2 separate regions of the Mus musculus genome follow, and region 2 is linked to region 1. The links are chromatin contacts, called in public ChIA-PET maps. All regions are on one chromosome and are shown on one strand. Each heading gives the region's core, a stretch centred on a gene start, on an enhancer-like site or on the middle of the called end of the contact. The rest is flanking DNA. Distances are from core to core; before and after follow the strand shown.

What was found. ChIA-PET counts read pairs in DNA pulled down with a chosen protein or histone mark.
Region 2: an RNA polymerase II ChIA-PET map of memory CD8 T cells shows a contact between it and region 1, with 26 read pairs. The contact joins the promoter of Taf5 here to the enhancer-like site in region 1. A contact is called at or near these places in 4 of 39 promoter capture datasets (the 3T3-L1 cell line, cranial neural crest, embryonic stem cells and 1 more), 3 of 115 datasets of contacts at active chromatin or transcription factors (memory CD8 T cells, pancreatic cancer cells and stem cell-derived neural progenitor cells) and 1 of 9 other capture datasets (liver).

Annotation. Positions count from the first base shown.
Region 1 is chr19:46,616,023-46,619,883 of GRCm38.p6, reverse strand. The region is part of intron 2 of Wbp1l (WW domain binding protein 1 like); the gene reads right to left. Among named protein-coding and RNA genes, the nearest start is that of Wbp1l, 19 kb to the right of the region's middle. Within about 2 kb of position 2,298, at least 71 of the 459 cell types and tissues checked have an H3K27ac peak or open chromatin away from gene starts, as enhancers often do. A contact at or near this core is called in embryonic stem cells and memory CD8 T cells, where this site is marked.
Region 2 is chr19:47,065,768-47,069,243 of GRCm38.p6, reverse strand. Taf5 (TATA-box binding protein associated factor 5) reads right to left here and starts at 1,496. Exons shown (of 11, transcript NM_177342.3): 1 at 918-1,496. The coding sequence starts at 1,479.

The sequences.
Region 1 (3,861 bases), core at 1,049-3,548:
CAAGATACCAAAAGACCAGAGCTACCAAGAGGGAGAAATATGGATCTAAGAAGTAGCTGTGAGGATAAGGTGACTGTCAAGCATAGAGCATACAGACAGCCTGGTGGGGTTGAAGAATGCCTTAGAAGACTCACACGGGGGCTGACAGCAGTGTGCGCGGTAGTCATGGCCTTGGCACACAGTTTGCGAACTGAGTTCTATGAGGTAAATGACCGGCCAAGTCTAAGGTTCTCATTTGTTCTCAATATGTAACAGTGCCCATACAGGACCAAGCTGGAGATACTCCTGGGACATTGTGGAACAGCGGTCATGGGACCCTCTGATAGGAGAGTGGAGGTCTAGGGGTGTCTGTCAGTCAAGGATGTGAAGAGAGAATGGCGCTGTCAGAACAGGACAGCTGCCAGGCCTCAGGGCAGTAGGTGCTCTCGCAGGCCCCCAAGACAGCCTCCTTTCCAGAGGTTTGGGCAACACAAAACATCCAAACTTTTGATTTTTCTTAGCGTCGAGCACAGACCCATTTATTCACTTGAAGAAAAAGAGTAGCACGGAAGTTGGGGGTGGGGGCACTTCTCAATACGCATAAAGCTATGCGCTAACAAAATGATCCTGAAGTGATTATCGTGGGAGATGCCACGGGTCAGATTGCACCCCAGACAAACATTCACAGACTGCTGCCAAGCGGCCACGCAGGAGTCTGCTCAGCTGCCAGAAACCAAGAATCCTGGCTTATCTGTGTCCGGGAGCTGGACAAGGGCAGACGCTCAGCATACGTGCTGAGGCAGGAAACGTACACCTCGCGCGAGCGCACACACACGGAGGAGTTCTGTGAGTCACACGACTTGCTCCTTCCTCAAAGCATCCTGAAAGCCCAAGACTCCTCTCTTCTTCCGGGCCTTTCAGGGAAGGTGGCTGAGCAGAGTCCTTAGCTGCAATAGGTAGCCTCGCGCTCCACATCAAGTAACATTCACATCTCCAGAAAAGGAAGCTTCAGCAGAGACTGAGAGTCCCAATGTCCCAGATGGGAAAACCTAAGTTTGAGTGAAATGAGGTAACTCATTTAGGGTGCCCCCCCCCAGCCCCAGGAGATGGAGCGAGCACTTCACCCAGGCCTACGTGGCTCCGCAATGGCTTTGGCACGCAGAAATCGTATTTTGATATAAATTAAAATTGTCTCCCAGACTCATTTGGGAACCTCATACCCAACAGCTGCCTCCAGCCACCAGGAGGAAGTGTGATGAAGAATTCTGATTGACAGCTCTAGTCTATGTGCTGTCAAAGCAAGCGGGAAGTTTCCTCACCCTCCTTACCCGGTTTTGGACAAAGACAAGCACACACGGAGACAAACACAGGCGCTGCGTAATAAAGAAAAGGGCTGGGTAGAGACGTCAGCCTAAGAGCTCCTGAGGAAGAATGGCGCAAGAAGCAGCTGCAAGAACGGAAGAGGAGCTCGTGTGTGTGTGTGTGTGTGTGTGTGTGTGTGTGTGTGTGTGTATGGGGGGTAAGCACACTCTGTGGAGCCCAGTATGATGGACACACACAGAACATGTGAGGAAGAAAGAAAAGGAGGCAAGAATCAAAGCAAGGCAGTGCGTGTCTGTAAGCCTAGTATTCGGGAGGCAGAGGCAGGAGGATTACTACAACTTTGAGGTCCCTGTGGCATCCATGTAGCTCAGGATGCCCTTCAGTGGTCCTACGGTCTCAGCCTTCCCCTCATGCTGGGATAGGCATGGGCCTCGGATCCTGCTTTAATCTCCATGTTTTCATGGAGGGAAGGACGTCAGAGTTACACAAGCTAAAACTCACTGACAGTTCCCACTTCTGCAACCCAGTAAGAGAATGCTTCTGGACTGGAACGATCAGTCCGCAGACACTCACTTGATGGGTGGGTGTCTGCTATCTTGGGTCTAGAGCTTACTGAAGCTCCTGGTGACTCTAGGCATCACTGACGAAGAACAGACACTTCCAGGAGCACGACTTGTTCAAGGGGGACAGAAGAGTCTACTTTTGTGCCAAAATCTGGGTGTTTTTCTGACCTTATAAATACATCTAACCAAAGAGGTGCATAGCCAAGAATCACATGGGAATTAGCAAGCCGTCTGCAGAGACTTTTCACGTATCCTAAACCGCACTGAAATAAAAGGGCCAGGGATGCCTCTCCGGGATTGAGTGCTTGCCTGCTGCATGAGAGGTGTGAGACCCTAGCTCCAACTGTAGCACTGGAGGAAATTGTAATAGGAGGATCGTGACAGAACGGAAACAACAGAGAGACCAGGTCACATCACCTGTATGATTCACACCCAGAAGCCACAGGAAATGGAACTCCCTCAGCATGACTGGGGCTTCCTGGGCTCCACCAAAGCTGACTTCGTTCACTTTTTATGTAAACTTTGGGCAAGACAAAAATAACGTGGTCCACTCTTTGGTGGGAAAGCAAATGCAGTGATGGCTGACCCAAGGCAAGGGCTCGCAGCATCCCAACCTGAAGCAGCCCGGGATGATGGGTCCCAGCATCTGCACAAAGCCTCCTAGTGGTGCTCCACCCCCTCCTGCGACTCCTCATGTCCGTCCTCCCCCACCCCAAGCCTAGCTCCTCTTCTAAGGTCTGAGCAGCTCGATAAAAGTCTCAGATAACCTAGGTTCTGTAAATCTCATGCACGGACCTAGGTTTGGTGAGAGTCTTCTTCTCAACAAAATAAGGTAGAGGGCAACTGAGGGAGACATCCACGCTCAACCTGTGGTCTCATGCACATGTACACATGTACACATGTGCGCGCGCGCGCACACACACACACACCATACATACACAAGGGGAAAAAGTGGAGGAAGGAAGGAATTGCAAAACAGGAGTGCTAGTAACATTTCATTTTCCTGGCCACAAAAACCCGACAAGCCAGTACAAGATCAGGAGAATACCTGAATCTGACCTCGGGTTCGAGAAACTTTAGGAAGGGGTTAGGAAACCCTCCTGTGTGTGCCTTTTGTTATTGTTATTTGAGACTGCCAGTCTCCAGTAGTCCGGGCTGGCCTCAAACTTGCAACTTAACAGACCTTTATCTCCAGCCACCTCCCAAGTGCTAGGACTACAGACTTGTAGTCCACCAAAGGGGCCTTGTGTCTCACAATCTGTTCATCTTTAATTCTCAGCTGAGGAATTACAAGTATTTAAACCATCTCAGGGGCAAAACTCCCTTTCTCCAGGGAGGACCTGGACACGAGCTAACCGCTTCACACGGTTTTTTGATTATGGGAAATAGGGAGCAGCTACCCAGCTCGGTCTCCCAGCTCCGGTCTCCCAGCTCTGGGTTGGTAACATCCGCAGTGCCTGGAGGCAGCATGAAGGATGGTGAGATTAAACAGGAACAAACTGGAAGCACAGCTTACGGTACTGTGCCCCTCCCTTCCTGGATCTTACACTAATCATCTATTCGGGCGATCCTTCCTTTACCACCAGCCCCTCCGCCCTATAACTAGGAGGAAACCAAACCTATTCTAGATTTAAGGTTACGTGGTCAAAAAACGCCAGGAGAGAGCATTTAGGCAACCAGCCTGCAGGTTGTAAGGACTGTGAGAGCATACAAGCCAAGCGGGTGCAAACAGAGGGTGGCAGAACTCAAGAGGACAGCGCCACACAGGCAAGGGATGCTTAGCCCCATGTCACTCCATGTCCAGTCACAGCAACTCCTGAACCCTATGCTTCCAATACACTTCAAAAATGCCTTCATCCGGGGTCCAAGTTAGGGGAAGGGCAGGGCCAGGCCTCCCCCCAGAGCTTAAAGTGTTTTTTTTTTAATGTGTCTATTTCGTCTACATGTACGTTATGTGCCCACTGAGCACAGAAGAGGGCATCGGATGCTCTGGAAC
Region 2 (3,476 bases), core at 247-2,746, 450 kb before region 1:
ATACATGGCAGCAAGCGTCTTCATCCGAAAGTGTTTTACGATATGGATTTGTGACAAGTTTCTGGGAGAAACGTGGACATGGGTTGTCAGTAACTGGAGTCAGGAACTAAACTTTCAGAACTAGGCACATTACTCATTACATCTTAGACTCGTAATAACTTACTTAGTAAAAAGGCAAAATAAAATAAAATAACCCCCCCAAAAAAAAACCTTTAACTGACATCACACAAGAAAAAGCAACAGAGACAAAAAGGTCTGCCCCACTCCTGCCCGTAGACTTAAGAGTTTTCAAAAGCTCTGCAAGGCAGATTCCCAGACTCTGCCCTTACAGAGTTTAATAAGCCTTAAGTGATGCTCAGAAATCCTCTAAAACACTTAACACCAGCGGTTCTCAGCCCACATTCTAAGAAACACTTACAACCTCCACTCTGGAGGTGTTATCCAAAGCAAGCCCTTCCGGCTTTGCTCAAAAAGTCCGTTGTCTCGTCTCAAAAGGAGAGATGAGAACTATACAGTTGTGAAAAATCAAGACACGGAAAGTACCTGCTGTACAATAGTAGTATGGGAATGTGACAGTACGATACTCGTGTTCACGCGAACCCAATCCTAGGTTCCTAAGTCTAAGTAAGAGCAGAAACCCCGAAACCCCTAAGGTTCCCCTCTTCTGTCAATCCCCGGTCCCTGGCGCCTCCCTCGACTCCACAGCCCTGCTGCTCAGCCTCTGGCTGGAACTGACAGCTCAGAAGAGGGTTTGACTGCGCAGCCGGCGCAGGAGCGAAAGGGGCGGGCGTGTGGCCCTAGAGGCGGGCCCAGGAAATTCAAAACAAGCCCGCAGAGGTGCAGGCCCGCCAGCCCTCGCCTTCCCGGCTAGCTCCCCTTCCAGCCGGCGCTCCTCAGCCCGGGAGCCCGAGACTCACCCTTTCCCGGAGCCGCAGGACCTGAGGCTGAACCCGAGAACACCGAGGTCACCGAGGCGCCCGTCCCCGGAGGCTCGGGGGCCGCAGAGCCGGGAACTGAAGCGGTGACCCGGCTGAGAAGCGCGCTGGCCGCCTCCGCGCCGGCCCCGTCCAACTCTCCCGGAGCTCCGGAGCCCGCCACCGCCTCCTCCAGCAGCCGGGCCTCCCGGCGCAGCGCCTCTTCGGCCTCGCGGAGGTTGCTCTGCCGGAGGAATTGCAGCACGGCCAGGAGGGTCTGTCGGTCGTGGGGAGCGCCGGCCTCCGCCGGAGCGGCGGGCACCGGGGCCGCCCCCGCCGGGGCAGCGGCGGAGACAGCCACCCCAGGCTTGGGGGTCCCGCCGTCCCCGCCGGCCGCCGCTGCCACTGCCACATTCCCGCCGCCGCCGCCGTTGGGGCCGTTGTTGGGAGTGCCGCCGCTCCCCTCGCCTGCGCCGTCGCCAGCCTGCGGAGGTAGCAGCGTCGGCGGTCCCTCAGGCTCTAGCTTGACCGCCACCTCCGTCTGCTCCTCCGCCAGCGCCGCCATCTTGCGGCTGAGCCACCTCGCGCCGTCAAGCGTGACTGCGTTTTCGCCACATGGAGGGCGGGGGTAGGGCGTTTCACGACAGCCGGGGCAGGCCATTTACGGCAGTGGGAGGAGCTAGCGAGGAGAAAAGGCACGAGAAAGAGCTACTTTCAAAACCGAGCGAAAGGCAGGCAGGAAGTGGGAGTTGCTTACCGTCAGTCTCTATTGCATTTGCCTGCTAATTACCGTTTATTGCATTCAGGCGATGAGATAGCCGTTTTATATTATACGAGCTCTTTTAATTCAACAAGTTTAAAGGTGCTAATCCCTGGAGTCTTTACAGACGGCTTAACCAGAATCCAAAGAGGTTAAATACCATGCTAAAATCACACGCGAAGAAAACGATTCACGCCCAGGTATTTAATTCAAAAGCACATAGCATTTATCAGAAAGAGGCCTCCTAGTTACTGGAAAGGCTCTCTGATGCTGTGGGCTGAGCAGTGGTTACTTTTTCAGTTTTTCTTTCTTTCTTTTTTTTTTTTTTTTTTTGGTTTGGTTTGTTTTTTCGAGACAGGGTTTCTCTATAGAGCCCTGGCTGTTCTGGAACTCACTTTGTAGACCAGGCTGGCCTCGAACTCAGAAATCCGCTGAGTGCTGCGATTAAAGGCGTGCGCCACCACGCCCGGCTCTTTTTCACTTTTTATTCCTGTAAAAATCTAGCTTTGTGAACTTTACAGTATATGTTATATCGTTTATTTTTTTTAAAAAAGCCTTTAAGCTGGATGTAGTTTCTAAAAATAAATTTAAGCCGAAGATAGAGGTCACAGGATCGCCTCAGCAAGTTCTAGATCAGTCAGGGCTACACTGTCTCCGGAGACCTTGTCTCCAACAAGAACAAGAACAACAAAACCAAAACCAACAACAAAATCAACTATAAAGTTAAAGAGAAAAAAAAGTTAATTTCTTCTCATTCCTTGTTACCAAATAAACCATTTCTGTCCTAAGGAAAAAATTTTTTTTCCTTTTTAAAGAAAAGATTAAGGCAGGGTCTTATGCACGCAGGCTGGCCTTGAACCTGCTGTGAAGTTAAGGGGGACCTTGAATTTCTGGTCCTCCTGCCTTCACCTTCCAAGTGTAGGGGTCCAGCTAAAAAGTTTTTATATAGACGTTTTTATGACTAAAATGTTTCTACTGTGTATTAATTACCCATTGTTACTATTTTGTTGTTGTTTGGGGCAGTACTAGGAAGTGAACCTCACCCTGCCTCTTGAATCCTAGGCAGTGTTCTGCTGCTGGGCTACAACAGCAGCCCTTACTTGGAAGGAGATGGGAAGAAGGTGTCTGACTTGGGGAAGTATGGCCACCTTTGTCCTCTCTACGCGGGTCTCTGAGAGTCCAGCGTCCACGTTGTGCTTTAGCTGAGGCTAATGACTTCAAGTACAGTGTTTCCTGTTTCACCAGAAGAAATAAAGTCACTGGGTGCCTAGGAGACCCTTTTGTTATCTTGTTTCTGTCTTCTTCCTTTCTGCTCCCTGCTCCCAGGGTCCTTAATCATTCAGATTCTGCGTCAGTCTGGGTCTTTGAAGGGCGCCCACTCCTTCTCTCCAGCTCTTGCCCTTCTGATTTCCTTTCATTTCACAGGTTACTGTTTCATTCTGACATTTTTTTTTTAAGATTTATTTATCATGTATACAATGTTCTGCCTGCATGTATGCCTGCACACCAGAAGGGGGCACCAGACCTCATTATAGATGGTTGTGAGCCATCATGTGGTTGCTGGAGATTGAACTCGGGACCTCTGCAACAGCAGCCAATGCTCCTAACCTCTGAGCCATCTCTGCAGTCCTCATTCTGACATTTTTTTTTCTGTAGTTCTTCATACTTAGTAAGCATGTTTACAAATGTTTCTTCTTTGTCCTGCTCCCCCTTGTAGGAAAGTGCCAGTGTACAGTTTTGTCTTCGAGGTCAGTTGGCAGAGAGTTCCTCTACCATCCTTTTCCCTCTCTACCTGTTTTTTT